Linked DNA regions of Mus musculus: regions 2 and 3 are each linked to region 1. Evidence: chromatin contacts called from public HiChIP or PLAC-seq and promoter capture Hi-C data. All regions are on one chromosome and are shown on one strand. The core of a region is the stretch at or near the end of the contact, and the rest is flanking DNA. Distances in the headings are between cores, read along the strand shown.

Region 1 (4,298 bases), core at 488-2,987:
GGCAAACCTCAAAAATCACTAGTCTCTCTGACTTCCAGTTTCTGATCCCACAAGAAAAGAACTTAGGCGTTATTAATCACTTCTGAGATAGTTCCAGCTGGTGCCCTGCAAGCATGAGGACCGGAATTTAGATCCCCAATACTCATGGTTTTCCTAGAGTTGTGGAGGTGGAGACAGGCAAATTCATAGCACTTGCTGACCAGGCTGTCTACAGGTATTCTAGCTTCCCAGTCCAGTGAAAGGAGAACCTATCTCAACAAGGTGATTTGCTCCGGAGGAACAACACCACTGAAGCTTGGCACACAGAAAAATGCCCATAATTCTTACAGATGCAAAGTGAAAGATAAAGAGCGGCAATTCCATAATCCCTTAATCCAGGTGACGGGCATGGAAGCATCAATTCACTGTGTCGTTCTCTTCAGTCTGACCTTGAATGGATGGAGGCTGGCTGTTAAATACTATTTATCTACAAATACTATACTTTTGTTTGAACATTTTTTTTCTCTTGGGAAAAAAAAAAAAGTACTTCTAAAACAAAATGCCTGTCTCCTAAGCAGCATCTAATTATTTCACAACCCATTTTCTGGACTCTGATCTTTAAATGGGTATAAAACAGCAAACTGTGCTGAGAAACGTATTATTTTGCCTGTGCTATAATTTTGTGTGAAATAAAAGTATTTACAAAGATGAAGTCCGAAACTTTAGACTTAACGAGTTTTTAAGATCACATGCATTTTCCACCTAGTTTTATTATGGACTCATTTTTTTTTTTTTTTTCATCTTCCAATTTCACTAAGTACTAAAGAAGCCACGTGGTTCTATAAAAACTAGGGTCAGGTGGATTATAGCAAAAAAAAAAAAAAATCATCACCAAGAATTTACCTGCTGACACAGCACCGGTAATTGTCAAAATATATTCTTCCTCTCTCATAGGCTATAGGTGACTTGGAATGAGTTGTCCAAACATTCTTAAATTTAGTACTCTCCTGAAAGACACAAAGAATTTCAGTTTAGGAAAGAACTCAGTCCCCTGCTATGGAACCATTTTCGGTGGGTAGTTGAAATCTACAGTTTTAAAGTACATTGTTTCTCCTTTTTTTTTTTTTTTTTTCTCCCTCTGCCCATAGATGTCGGTTTAGTTGGATGCCCAAGTTTTGAATCGATTGTTTGCAGGAAGGCAAAAGAAGCTTTTTAAAAACTACGCCAGGCGGCGGACCTGAGTACCTATTTTCTAATACCCTAATTGCGGGACACGGATGCCCCTCCCCACGTAAGACCCTCAAAGGGGTATCAGAGCGCGTAAAAAACTGCAGCCCGGCAGGAGGTTGGACCCCGGGCACCCCGACTTCGGCGGGCGTCACCTGGCACACCAGCGCCCGCAGGATGCCCAGGTTCGTCCTCTGCACCACGCCTGCGTCGCGTGCATAGAAGCCCAGAGCCCGGCGACTCAGCCTGCGGCACACATTGGCCTTCCGGGTCCGGCCCATGGAGACTAGGGGTCCGCAGGGCCCAGGAGGGGCGCGCCCCTCACTTCCGCGAGGGGTGGCAGCCGCCACCTGCGAACCTCAAAGGAAGGCTGACGCGGGACCCCGCGCTGGGGACTCGGGGCAGAGATCAAGAGGTAGCGACACACGGATTTGACGCAAAGGAACAGAATCAACGGCGCCTTCCTGGCCCTTCTTTCTGCTCTCGGGATTAACGCTGCACCTCGCGGCCCTCCGTATCCACTCCCTCTCCCGGAAATGTAGTCCCCTTGGCCTTTTCCGCCCCTATGGCTTCTTTTTCAGAACTACAATTCCCGTCAGGCAGAGCGAGGGCTGGCCTGGCCCCGCCCCACCCCTCCCTGCCCCTAGCCCGCCTCTCCTGGCCCTAATAGGCTGCGCCGTAGGGCTGCGCAGTGGGTCGGGTAGCCTTCCGGGCTGCACGCGGTAAACCTGGATAGCTTTGGTGGGTGCTGTGCAGCCACCTGGTGGTGTCGCTTCACCTGTGTGTCCCAGGAAGCAGTCCCTTTCTGCCCTGGTCGTGGGACGACTGCCAACCCCTCCTTTGGCCCTGCAAGGCTCTGGCCACGCGTCCAGAGGGGCGTTGTGGCCAGTGGGACCCTCCAAAGGTACGCCCCGTGGCTTTCCCTCAGCCGCACTTGGGACGTTGTGGATGAGGTTGACTTCAACATTTAGTTGTGTAACCACTATGCTTTTGTATGGTAATTAGTGGTGAAAGTTGCTGTTTTTCCCATCAAAGTAGGATTGAATTTCTCCTTCCCAAAGGCTCGTCCTTGTGTGGCCAGCGGGGACCCTGACTGGTTTTGTGGTAATTGCTGTGTTTTCTTCCTCCTTCCATTTTTCCCCCTTATAGGGAATAAAATATGAAATGTTTGCATTCTTATTGAACTGCCTAAGATAATCCAGGTTGACTTCTCTAAGTAAAAAATAACATTCTCTGTGAACTAGCTCAGCCTGCGTGTTCAAAATTACTAACATACTAAAAATTTCCGTAACTGTATACCAAATGCGACCCGTAACCTCATTGTAAACCCCTTTAGTGTGGTGTCTGCATCTCCCACATAGACTTAATAGACTTGGCATGCCACTCCGTGATCTTAAGTGCTTAAAGAAAAAGTCAGTAAGCACACCAGCTTTCTGATCGACAGAAGTACAGTACAGGATGGATGTGCTGGATCAAACGTTAGCCGTTTCATTTTGTTGTTTTAAATGGAAAACTCTTATACCCTTGATGCATTTCCTTCGGGGTCTGGCTTTTTTGTTTGTTTGTTTGGTTGTTTTGTTGGAGGTTTTTTTTTTCCCCCCCTGATATTTCATGACCTGCTTATAGCATACGGTGGAGTGAGTGCTTTGTATATTTTTAGAAAGCTCCACAATAGTTAATTTGGTCATTCATGAATGCAGCTGTCACTGAAATGCTGGAACCCAGAAAAATATAGCTGGATTTTCTTTGGCTGAAGCGAAATGCAAATCATTGCTGAATTGCACTCATCATTTCCTTTTTGTCTTTCTTGTCGCAGCTCTTGTCTTTCTGTGCTCTCCCACCATGGCTGAGCTTTGGTTTCTGTGCTTGTTTTTCACATGACTTCTAAGATGCCACTATGCTCCACTATTACCACAAAAACAGTAGCAAGTAGTGGGCATATTGTGATCATACCTTCCGCGCATTCACTTTAACATATTAAGTCCCAACAACTGGATGCAGACCACCCATTCAGACATGAGGGCCATGCCCCTCACTTGCTGCTCTACTGTAATGGCGCTGTCTTTCTTGGTTTGGACCAAAGTCCCCCCAGTTTCTCCCAGGTCTGAATGCTTAACCTCTGGAAACTCTGTGCGCTTGAGAAGACTGTTTACTTGCTTCTCCTTCACGTCCACTCTTACCAGGGTGGTACTTCAAGGCCAGTTGCCTCTCAGTGTTTTTCAGGTTTTTCCACGAGGCATCAAGCTTGGCCCCTAAATCATCATAGTAAGTGGTTTCTTTCCTCACAGTCGACAGCCAGTGAGCTGGCTGAGGGACTGCACAATATTCACGGCTTGGGCAGTCCCCATTCTTACCCGGCCTTCTGAATGCTCCCTTCCTGTGCTATTGATCTTACCACTGGGATCCCTAAGGAGAGTCATTAGACCATCTCTGCCTCTCCCACAACCAAGTACTTTTGATTCTATTTCTGTCCAGTCTTTTCATCCCAGTAGTTTTATGCCTTCCTGTTTTCTATCCCATTATTAATTAGCCTTCTGATTGTTCTTCCTGCCTACACTTGGAGACTCTCGATTCCCAACCTGCCGCAGCCTTTTAGAGAGTGATTTCACTAATGCACAAAGCTGTCACATCATTCTTAGTGGCTCCTAGTTACCCACCACAGAATGTCTCAAACCAGAATCCAACCTAGAGTCTTTCATTGTTAAAGTATTTTTGGTATGTTAAATGTATGCAAATATAAAACCATATATAAAACCCTATGTAGCTTTTGTGCAACTATAATAACCAGGCTTTTTGTGAACTAAGTGAAGCAGAGCTATGTAACCAGTAAATTCAAGTGCACACTTATTCTTTTTGTTTGTTTGTTTGTTTTTGCTTTTGTTTTTGTTTTTGTTTTTCCGAGACAGGGTTTCTCTGTATAGCCCTGGCTGTCCTGGAACTCACTCTGTAGACCCAGGCTGGCCTTGAACTCAGAAATCCGCCTACCTCTGCCTCCCAAGTGCTGGGATTAAAGGCGTGCGCCACCACTGCCTGGCTAAGTGACCACTTACTCGTTGTGATCATTTGTACTGTTTTACTGGACCTTAAAAATC
Region 2 (4,298 bases), core at 595-3,094, 1.3 Mb after region 1:
AAATAAATAAGGGGCTGGAGAGGCAGCTGAGCAGTTAAGAACATTGACTGTTTTTGTAGAAGATCCAAGTTTTGGTGGCTTATCACTACTTGTAACTGAAGCTCCAGGGGGGTCTGACAGCCCTAGTCTCTTTGGGCACCTTCAATCATGTGCACTTACTCTCACACAAACACATATACAAACATACACATAACTAAGTATAGCACGCATAAAATGGTTTATGGACAGTGGCCAGATCTTAATGAGTGGTTTAATTGTCATTTGTGGGTTTTTGTTTGTTTGTTTCTGATTTTGTTTTTAAAATATCTCAATAGTCATTTAAATTCTGTTTCCAATTAGGGTGCAAAAGAGCTTCGAGACAAAAAAAAAAAAAAAAAAAAAACAACAACAACAAAAAAAAAACCCAACCCCCCCCCCAAAAAAAAAAAACTAGTTCTAGACCAACTTGTATGGAAAAGGCACTTGCAATCGGGAGTTTCAAGTCAAATATGAGACCCTATTTGAAATATAAGACCATATGAGAACGTTACTGAGATATTTTATGAGGTTCAATACTTGTAACTAATTTGGTAAAACTCCTGATAATTTTCACTGAGAGACGTGGTCTACACAGCTTCTGCCTTCTAAGTTATATACTCTGCCCCAGTTGCTTCAAGGATAACTCTAGAGTGAACAGGTTAAAGGGCACCTGTGTTGTCCCTTGTGGTGAGGTCCCTCAGCTCAGAGTTTCTGTCCCGTGAAGGAACTTCCTGCTCACTCTGCGTTATCTTGTGGGAAGAGGGCCTTAGGAAGAGAAAGGTACAATTTGCTGGGGATGCAGCTAGCACTGTGTAATTCACCGATCTCTCGCTAGGCGTCGTGCTCCCTCACAAACTATGCAAGCGGCTGTTGGCCTACAAAGACAGTTCAATCCCTGACCTTTCCAGCCCTGCGGAGCTTTCAACTCGCTTAGCACAAGTACACAAAAGTTCCGTCTCCAGAAATTTTTATTAATCCTTCCATACTTACCAGCATTATTACAGTGGAACATCTCTGATAGAAAACCTGAGGAGAGATAGCACAACTATGCATTAGAACGTTCATTATTGAAAGTCGCACTTCCTTTAATTTAGTAATGAAATCAGCTGTACAGCGATATGTCAGGAGAGCCTCTGCTGAGATCAAGTGCCAGTCCACTTTTTGTGTCATTAGAGACTGACTGGTTCCCGAAGTACACTAATTACAAGTTATTTACCAAGCAGTTTAATGTATGTTAAAGGTATCAACGCGAATGTTCTGGGGACAACATTCAAGTTTTAATAGTCCTACGTAACAACTGACAGGGTCTCATATAGTCCTGACTATGCCTCATAAATCAAATCATTTAAAAACACCTTTTCTGTCCTTTAATCCTTGTGGCTCGGTGGTCAAAGGGCTGTCCTTCACCTCAGCCAGCGGGGCGCAGAGTAGAAGCTCGCACCCAGCCTGGGCCTCGACTCGCACACCGGCCGGTTCCAAACTAGCGCAGCGAGTGAGAAAAGCGGCAGCGGCCGAGCGGGACCGAGGGCTCCTCACTGACCCAGGCCTGGGTCGCAGCGGGCCGCCAGCATCAGCACCAGCGTCGGCCGGTTGGTTCTCGTGCCTTACGCAGCCGGTGAACTGCTAGCGCCGGCTCGCCCACTGCTCTGCACTGCGCACGCGCACACCCGGGCTTCGGGCCTCGGTTCAGCCGCGGACAGGGCTCCTTCCTGGTTCCTGGATTGGAGACTGACGTCACTTCCGGCGTGGTTGCTAAACAACCAAATGGTTTAGTTATCGCTCAGTAGCTGACTTCAGCTTGGAAGTAGTATCACCTGCTCTGGACTCGCGGGATCAGCTTTGTTAAAGATGCAGGTGCGCTTTGGACGGCGCTCCGGGCAGGCGAAGGAAAGCCAAGGTGAGCTGCCTTGGCCCGTGCCGGAGCTGGGGTTGTTGTTTCTAGAACCCCAGCATAGGGTGACAAAGTGAGGGCTTCGGTTGCCTTTTGAAATGGGCTTTAACCAAGTCGAAAGCAGTCCCAGCAAGCATCCTTGGAAGTTAGGCAGGTTGGCCTTCAGGTGAATGAGTGGAAAAAGGAAAGAGGACTAGGGGAGCGTAGCAGTAGAAAGAATAGACTAGGAGTAGAATAGGGGTAGAAAAGGCAGCAGTTAGAGCCTTACCCCAGCTGTAACTCGTCAGACACTCGGGGCACTTAAGCTTTGTAATTCGTTGAATAAATTTTGGAATGCCGTTTGGAAATGTTATTGACCTATCAAAATCTTTATAATGTTGCAGACCTGCTGAGTAATCTTTTCTAAAGCTCACGGAAAAACCTCAGTTCTTTCCACGCTAAAGTTAAAATTCTCCCCTAGTCAAATGCTTTGATAATGTAAAAAAAAAAAAAAAAATGATAATGAGGTAATTAAAGTGACCAATTAAAGTGACCTAAGATTTGATTTTTTTTCAAAGATGTGAGCAAGTAGGACTTCTAAAAACAAAGTCTTTCCACAAGTTTAATTGTTGTCATGGTAACTAATAGATTCTTGGAAATTTGAACTATCTTCACGTTTTGCTTGAGTTCTGTAGCAATAGCACCCTACCCCCACCCTGCACCCTAGGATAGACACAATCTGGTCAGTGGGAACATTAGGAAATTTGATTCATACACAAGGACATTGTAAAAGTAATTTTTATTCACCAGATGTAACTGTTGTCTTGGAGGCTTACTGCTGAATAAGCTCACCCTTTCTAGTTCTTTCTGAACTCTGGCCTCGATGGTTCAACACAGGTGTTCTGGCCCAAACTCCTCTGCAAGCTGACTGATTCAAACTGGCTTCTCTCAGCCTCTTTCTGAATTGCTCCACTTGGAAAAACTGCTGTGTATTGAGGAGAGATGCTTTCGAACAGTGGTTCTCAATCTCCCTAGTGCTGTGACCCTTTATTACATACAGTTCCTTATGTTGTGGCGACCCGCACCATAAAATTATTTTCTGTGCTACTTCATGATTATAATTGTATGAATTATGCTTAAATTATTATTATTAAATATCTGTGTTTCCCAGTGGTCTTAGGCGACCCTCATTCGACCCCCAAAGGTGCTGAGATGCACAGACTGAGAAACTGCTGCTTTAGAGGAAGCGTGCAGTCTGAAACGCTGGGGAAAGCTCACAGTGTTAAGGAAAGCATGCTAAGGAGAGAGAAGAAAAGGAGAATACACTCCTCTGATCAGTTCAGAAGAGTGAAGAGACTTAACATGTTACATGTTAACATGTTAACATGTTACATGGCTGTGCCCCATAAGGTTCTGCATTGGGGCAGGGATTCTGGGAAAGAGCATAAAGCAATAAAATCACGTATATGACAACATGAATGAATCTCAAAGTAATTCTTTTGAGTAAAATCTATAATAAAAGTAGTAGATGAGTGGTGGCCTAGTAGAGCCTAAGGAGGGATGGCAAGCAGTAAATGGGTGTGGGGACTGTTGGTGTCCTGTGGCCGTTATCTGAACTGTAATGATGGCTTTGGAGGCATATACTTATCAAATTTAATGAAATGGGTCTTATAAAAGAGCTAATTCTGCCTATCTCATTAGCATGACTCGAGGAGTTCTAGGATGGACCCTGAGAAAACGTGATTGAATCCCAACCCCACCAGCATGTTTGATCTCCACCCAGGCCGTAGACCTCACTCTCTTGATCAGGAGTTTTTCCACCAAGATCCCACAAAGTTCAATGTCTTGCCCAAGTTTACAAATGAAGGAAATCACCAAAGATTTGATCACTTCACTCTGATTTCATAAAGTCTCGTATTATCTCCCTCAGCCAATCTTAAGTTACACATTTGAGGCAATTTTCAGATACTACTATACTCCAGAAATTTCTGGAAAAAAAAGTCAGGTGAACTCTTCCTGAAAAGTATTTAAAAATTATGTTTCTTAATGCATTAGGAATGGATTGCTTTGAAAAAGAAGAGATTCCCTATCCACCCCTCCTACCTAGCAAGGTGGATCTCCAGCAGATCACCATAATCCCACACGCTGAGTGGGAGAGGATCCGGGATAGCCTCAACAGGTTGACAAGAGAAGCAGCAGTCCTTCGTGCAGAAAGAGCAGCAAAGAAGAAAATGCATGTGAAATCCCAAGAGTTGGTAAAACACTGGACTAACACATATGCAGTAAGTCTCAACCTTCCAGAACTCACATGCTTTGAACAATAACTGCTGCTTCTGAGTAGTGCCTTATACCTGGTATAGATAATGTTATGCTCAAAGTACCATAAATACAATGACACACCTTTTTAAGA
Region 3 (4,298 bases), core at 1,211-3,710, 1.0 Mb after region 1:
TTCACTTATCCAACCCCTACCTTCTCCTCGCCTCGACTCTTCTATCCCCACTCAAACCTTTAAACCCAGTGTAAGCTCCCCTTCTCCCACAATACTGTGTTTTACTGTCCTCTCTAGCTGAATTTTTACCCTTTATAAATCTTACCCTTTATGATTGGCCCCTGTTTGCCACAATACTGACCTGCTAATGAGATGTACCCACTGACACAATGGTGGTATGAGGGTTATGGGGGTAATTAATTGCTTTCTAATTAGACATGAGGGATTCTGATCCACAGAAGGGATCCTGTGCCTGGTGCTGTAAACCTGGCCAAAAGTCCATGGCTTAGGAGACCATAGTATGGAGGGCAGAATCTAGTGTTGTTTTGCTAAACGGCCATGCTACCAAACTGCATTCTGAATATGCATGTTTATACCCACAGATTTAGGCTGCTCTCAATTTTGGAGAGAAAGTTTCCCTTTTTATTTCATGGTAGTTAATATAGAAACTCATACCTTGTTAAAGTACTAAGTATAAATAACTCTTAGTGCCCACCTGTATCAGCCTCGCCTTCCAAGTCTCAGAAAACTTTACACATTCATAAGGGAATGCAGGAGCCAGCAGATGGAGAGGCAAGCTGTGAGCTGCTGACATCCACAGAGGATATCATCTATATACACTGTCTGTATCATACACACCAACTCGCAGCAGTCAAAATTCCAGCATGACCTGAGGAGGGGGACCTGAGACCCCACTGCTATCAAAAGAGCATTGATGGCAGTTGGTGGGGGCTGAGAGAGGGAAAATCACTCTGGATGGCCACACACCATTAATTGGACTTGGGAGTTATTGATAACAAAAGAAAAAGGGCGTGGCACTGGAAGAGACATGGGGGCTCAGAAGGGAGTAGTGGTAGAGGAATGTGGTAAGCATACATTGTATAAAGGCATGGGATTTTCAAAGAATAAAAAATATTTATTATTATTATTATTAATTAATTAATTTTAAGAAGCTTCCCGACTACGTGGCATGAAGACGCCCTCCCTCATCTTCTTTCTTCTGGGGATGACTGTAGCCAGCATAATGTCATAAGGCCACCCAAAAGCAGATATTATAATAAGAATAAGGAGATCCACAGGTCTCTCCCTTCACTACCCTAACAGCGCTCTCACCATGACCATCTTAAAGATGTGACCCACCCTCCACAAGCCTGTTGTTCCTCGGCCTTGGTGGAACAGGAAGTGGGGAAGGTGGGGATGGGTGCTATATAGCCTATAGCAATCAGAAAGGAGACTTCCATCCTTTCCCTATGCTTGGGATATGTCATGGGACTCATTGCAGGCCAAACATTTTGTGCTACAGAGCAAAACTCTGCATTATCTCATCTGAGCACCCAGAGAAGCGCATGAGCGCCCAAGGTCTAAGCAACAGGAGTCGAGCTCAGCAGAGGTTTGACTGTGGCTCTCTTGAACACGGCCTCTCAGTATCACTCAGGGAGGATGATTGCAAACAGCCTTGAAGAACAGAAACTTGGAAATTTCTGAGTCTGACAGCAGCAGGGCTGAGCCATTACGGAACACACCAGCCCTTGGGAGGCAGAAGCAGAGGGTGGAAGGTTTGAGACCAGCCTGAACTATATAGTAAGTTCCTTGCTAGCCTGAGCCACATAGATCTGTCTCAACGAGATCTGATAGAAAAGGGACTGGGAGGTTAGTGTCAAGAAGAGCACTTGCCTAGCAGTCACAAGACCCTGGGTTCAATCCCCAGTGTTTCATTTTCCCCTATGCATGCGCGCCAACACACACACACACACACACACACACACACACACACACACACACACATGGGCGGTTAGGGGTAAAGAACAAACTGTTTACCCAGAAATCTAGTTAGATGGCAAATGATTTTACAGGCTTAGTACTCACATGGAATTGCATTAAAATTCCTAGCTGTTGCTTAATTTTTTTTTAAACAAGAACGCATCAAATAAAAAGGGGGGGGGCTAAATACACAGGGAGTCATTTTCAATCACATTTAAATCAAATATACTGAACCTCACTAATTTTAACTCTTAATTTTAATAGTTGACATGATTTTGGTCTGCGTGTGTGTGTGTGTGTGTGTGTGTGTGTGTGTGTGTGAAATTTCTTTAGGATAAAAACAAATAAAGCAAAAGCAGAAAGGCTCCCCTGTGCCCTGCACATCTGATGGCTTCAGCCTGGTTCTCCCGAGTGCAGGAAGGAAGAGTTAGCCATTCTTTCTTACCCGGTTTTGTCTCCTGTGTGCTCACCGCTCACCTCCGAGGCTGCTGCAGGGGACAAACAAAAGCAGCATCAGGACAGACACCTGACACCGGAGCCCTTGACTGGTGTCAACCCACTGGGGTCTCCCGGGACACCAGGGTCTGGCATTCGTTTTCATTCCATTCCTGGCCAGAGCAGGAAGTGCCTTACCTGCCATTGTTCAAGCGGCCCAGAGATGGGACTAAACCCAGGGCAGGGAAGCCCTGCTCCCAAGCACGAGGATGAAAAGAGATGAATAATGAATAAGTCGCCAGAACTTGAGGCCGCTGGGAAGCAGGAGGCCTGGTAAAGAGGGAGAGAATGTTAGCGGGTCCTTCCTAAGGGAGCTCAGAGGGAGGAGGCCCAGGCTCTGTGCTGAAGCTGAGGCGCTACAACAAGCACCAACTCTGGATGGGAACCAGGCGTTAGAGTCCCAAAGATCCCAAGGGGCCACTTGTACCTGCTTGACCTGCTATGGATGTTGGGGCATCCATCAATGCCCCTCCCTGTGCTATTGGCTCAGTTCCTGGGAAAGCTTATTTTCAAAAGCATTTACTGTTGTAAGTGCAATTGCTCAACAAACCCTGTGGGTTTGCCCACATATCCTTCACGCAATGGGTATCTATGAAGCCCCTCTCTGTGCTGTCACTGGAACTGAGAAGAAGGGGGTGGGGGAGGCCTGAAATGTCTCCAGACAGAGAGTCCTAGTCATAAGCTAAGCACCTATGTTGGTGGCCTGCTCGTGGCTTAGCAGCCCAGGTTTCTCTTGAGAATACAAACTCACCTCCAGGAATTCATATCCAACATTCATCATTTATGTCCAAAGCCAGAATCCAAGCCAGCTATCTTCATGGCCCTGTCTGTCGTGACTAAGGGCATCCCTGGGTTTCGTTCAGCTTGGGTCTTTCTTGAAATCATATTTCTGAGTTAAGAGTCTATTTGGAAACAGAACTCAGGCAGTGATTCTAACAGAGATATTCATATTCCTTACTAAGCCCTGGGTGTCTGAACAACAAATGGGGAATTCTAAGGCATCCACTGCAAAAGACAGCCTCCGCCTAGCACTGGGTGAACCAAAGACTGGGGGGTTGTTTTACTTATCACAGGGTCCTGTTCTGTAACAAGGGCACTAGGTGCCCCATACTGGCCTTGAATTTGTGGTCAGTCCTCCTGGCTCAGTAATCCCAAGTACTGGGATTACTGGCACAATCCTCTAGACCTTGCTAATTTATTATTATTATTATTATCATCATCATCATTATTATTGTTATTATTATTATTTCTGATATTCTTAAGGTAGGTACCACAGAGCTTTACCTAACCTCTGAGAAGAGCTACAGCCAGCAAGTGCTAGCCCTTTAGGGACCCTTTGAGGCAGGTTCTAGAAGTATAGAGAAAGCTGGAACTTGCAGCCAGTAGTATGGCTGACATTATTTCATTAGCACACTTTGTTAACATATATTATGTTATGATATATGTTATATATTATGGAGCCTATTCATATCCCATGTTGCCATAGTAATCATGACCATAATATTATCCATCTTGATCCTTAGTGGAACCAGTCAACTTCCTCTTCCTATGTCTGTTCCATTTTCCCAGGACCTGAAGTTCCTCTGGTCCCCATCCTCTGGTTGCTGCTCTGTTTCCTGTGTGGTCCGTGTTTCCTCTCTTCCCATCTTTTCTGTAAAGCTCTTCTATCGGGTTCATCCTAAGCCCAAACTAGCGCTCACTGTGCATGGAGAAGAGTCCAGGGAACAGAGGACATCGCCATCACTGTTAATCTTGCCCACCAACTTGGTTAGATTGAGAAGCACCATGTTTTTGTCTATGAGTGGTCTCTGAGTGTTTTTTTTTTTTTAAGATGAATTTACCCTGGATGTGGACAGCGCCATCTGGTGGTCGGGTCCTGGATAGACTAAAAGGAGGGAACCAGCCAGTGGCCGGTCCCCCTCCTTCACAACTACCGTGGTGTGAGCAAGCTCTTGACTCTGCCGCAGTGCTATGCTGTGGTGAACAGAGACCTCTGAGACTGT

What was found. Promoter capture Hi-C pulls out the DNA fragments that hold promoters and counts their contacts. HiChIP or PLAC-seq counts read pairs in DNA pulled down with a chosen protein or histone mark.
Region 2: a contact with region 1 is called in a promoter capture Hi-C map of pre-B cells, with 4 times the contacts expected there. The contact joins the promoter of Ccdc173 here to the promoter of Dcaf17 in region 1. A contact is called at or near these places in 2 of 39 promoter capture datasets (liver and pre-B cells), 1 of 484 Hi-C or Micro-C datasets (B cells) and 1 of 9 other capture datasets (embryonic stem cells).
Region 3: a contact with region 1 is called in an H3K27ac HiChIP or PLAC-seq map of embryonic stem cells, with 5 times the contacts expected there. The contact joins the promoter of Myo3b here to the promoter of Dcaf17 in region 1. A contact is called at or near these places in 3 of 39 promoter capture datasets (embryonic stem cells, hippocampal neurons and liver) and 1 of 115 datasets of contacts at active chromatin or transcription factors (embryonic stem cells).

Annotation. Positions count from the first base shown.
Region 1 is chr2:71,053,183-71,057,480 of GRCm38.p6, reverse strand. Dcaf17 (DDB1 and CUL4 associated factor 17) reads right to left here and starts at 1,737. Exons shown (of 14, transcript NM_001165980.1): 1 at 1,362-1,737; 2 at 883-986. The coding sequence starts at 1,487. It overlaps Mettl8 (methyltransferase like 8), which reads left to right and starts at 1,875. Exons shown (of 10, transcript NM_145524.3): 1 at 1,875-2,110.
Region 2 is chr2:69,787,032-69,791,329 of GRCm38.p6, reverse strand. Ccdc173 (coiled-coil domain containing 173) reads left to right here and starts at 1,844. Exons shown (of 9, transcript NM_001077684.1): 1 at 1,844-1,915; 2 at 3,944-4,170. The coding sequence starts at 1,867. It overlaps Phospho2 (phosphatase, orphan 2), which reads right to left and starts at 1,593. Exons shown (of 4, transcript NM_028521.2): 1 at 1,374-1,593; 2 at 1,009-1,044.
Region 3 is chr2:70,037,288-70,041,585 of GRCm38.p6, reverse strand. It overlaps Myo3b (myosin IIIB), which reads right to left and starts at 2,460. Exons shown (of 35, transcript NM_177376.4): 1 at 2,434-2,460; 2 at 2,246-2,288. The coding sequence starts at 2,440.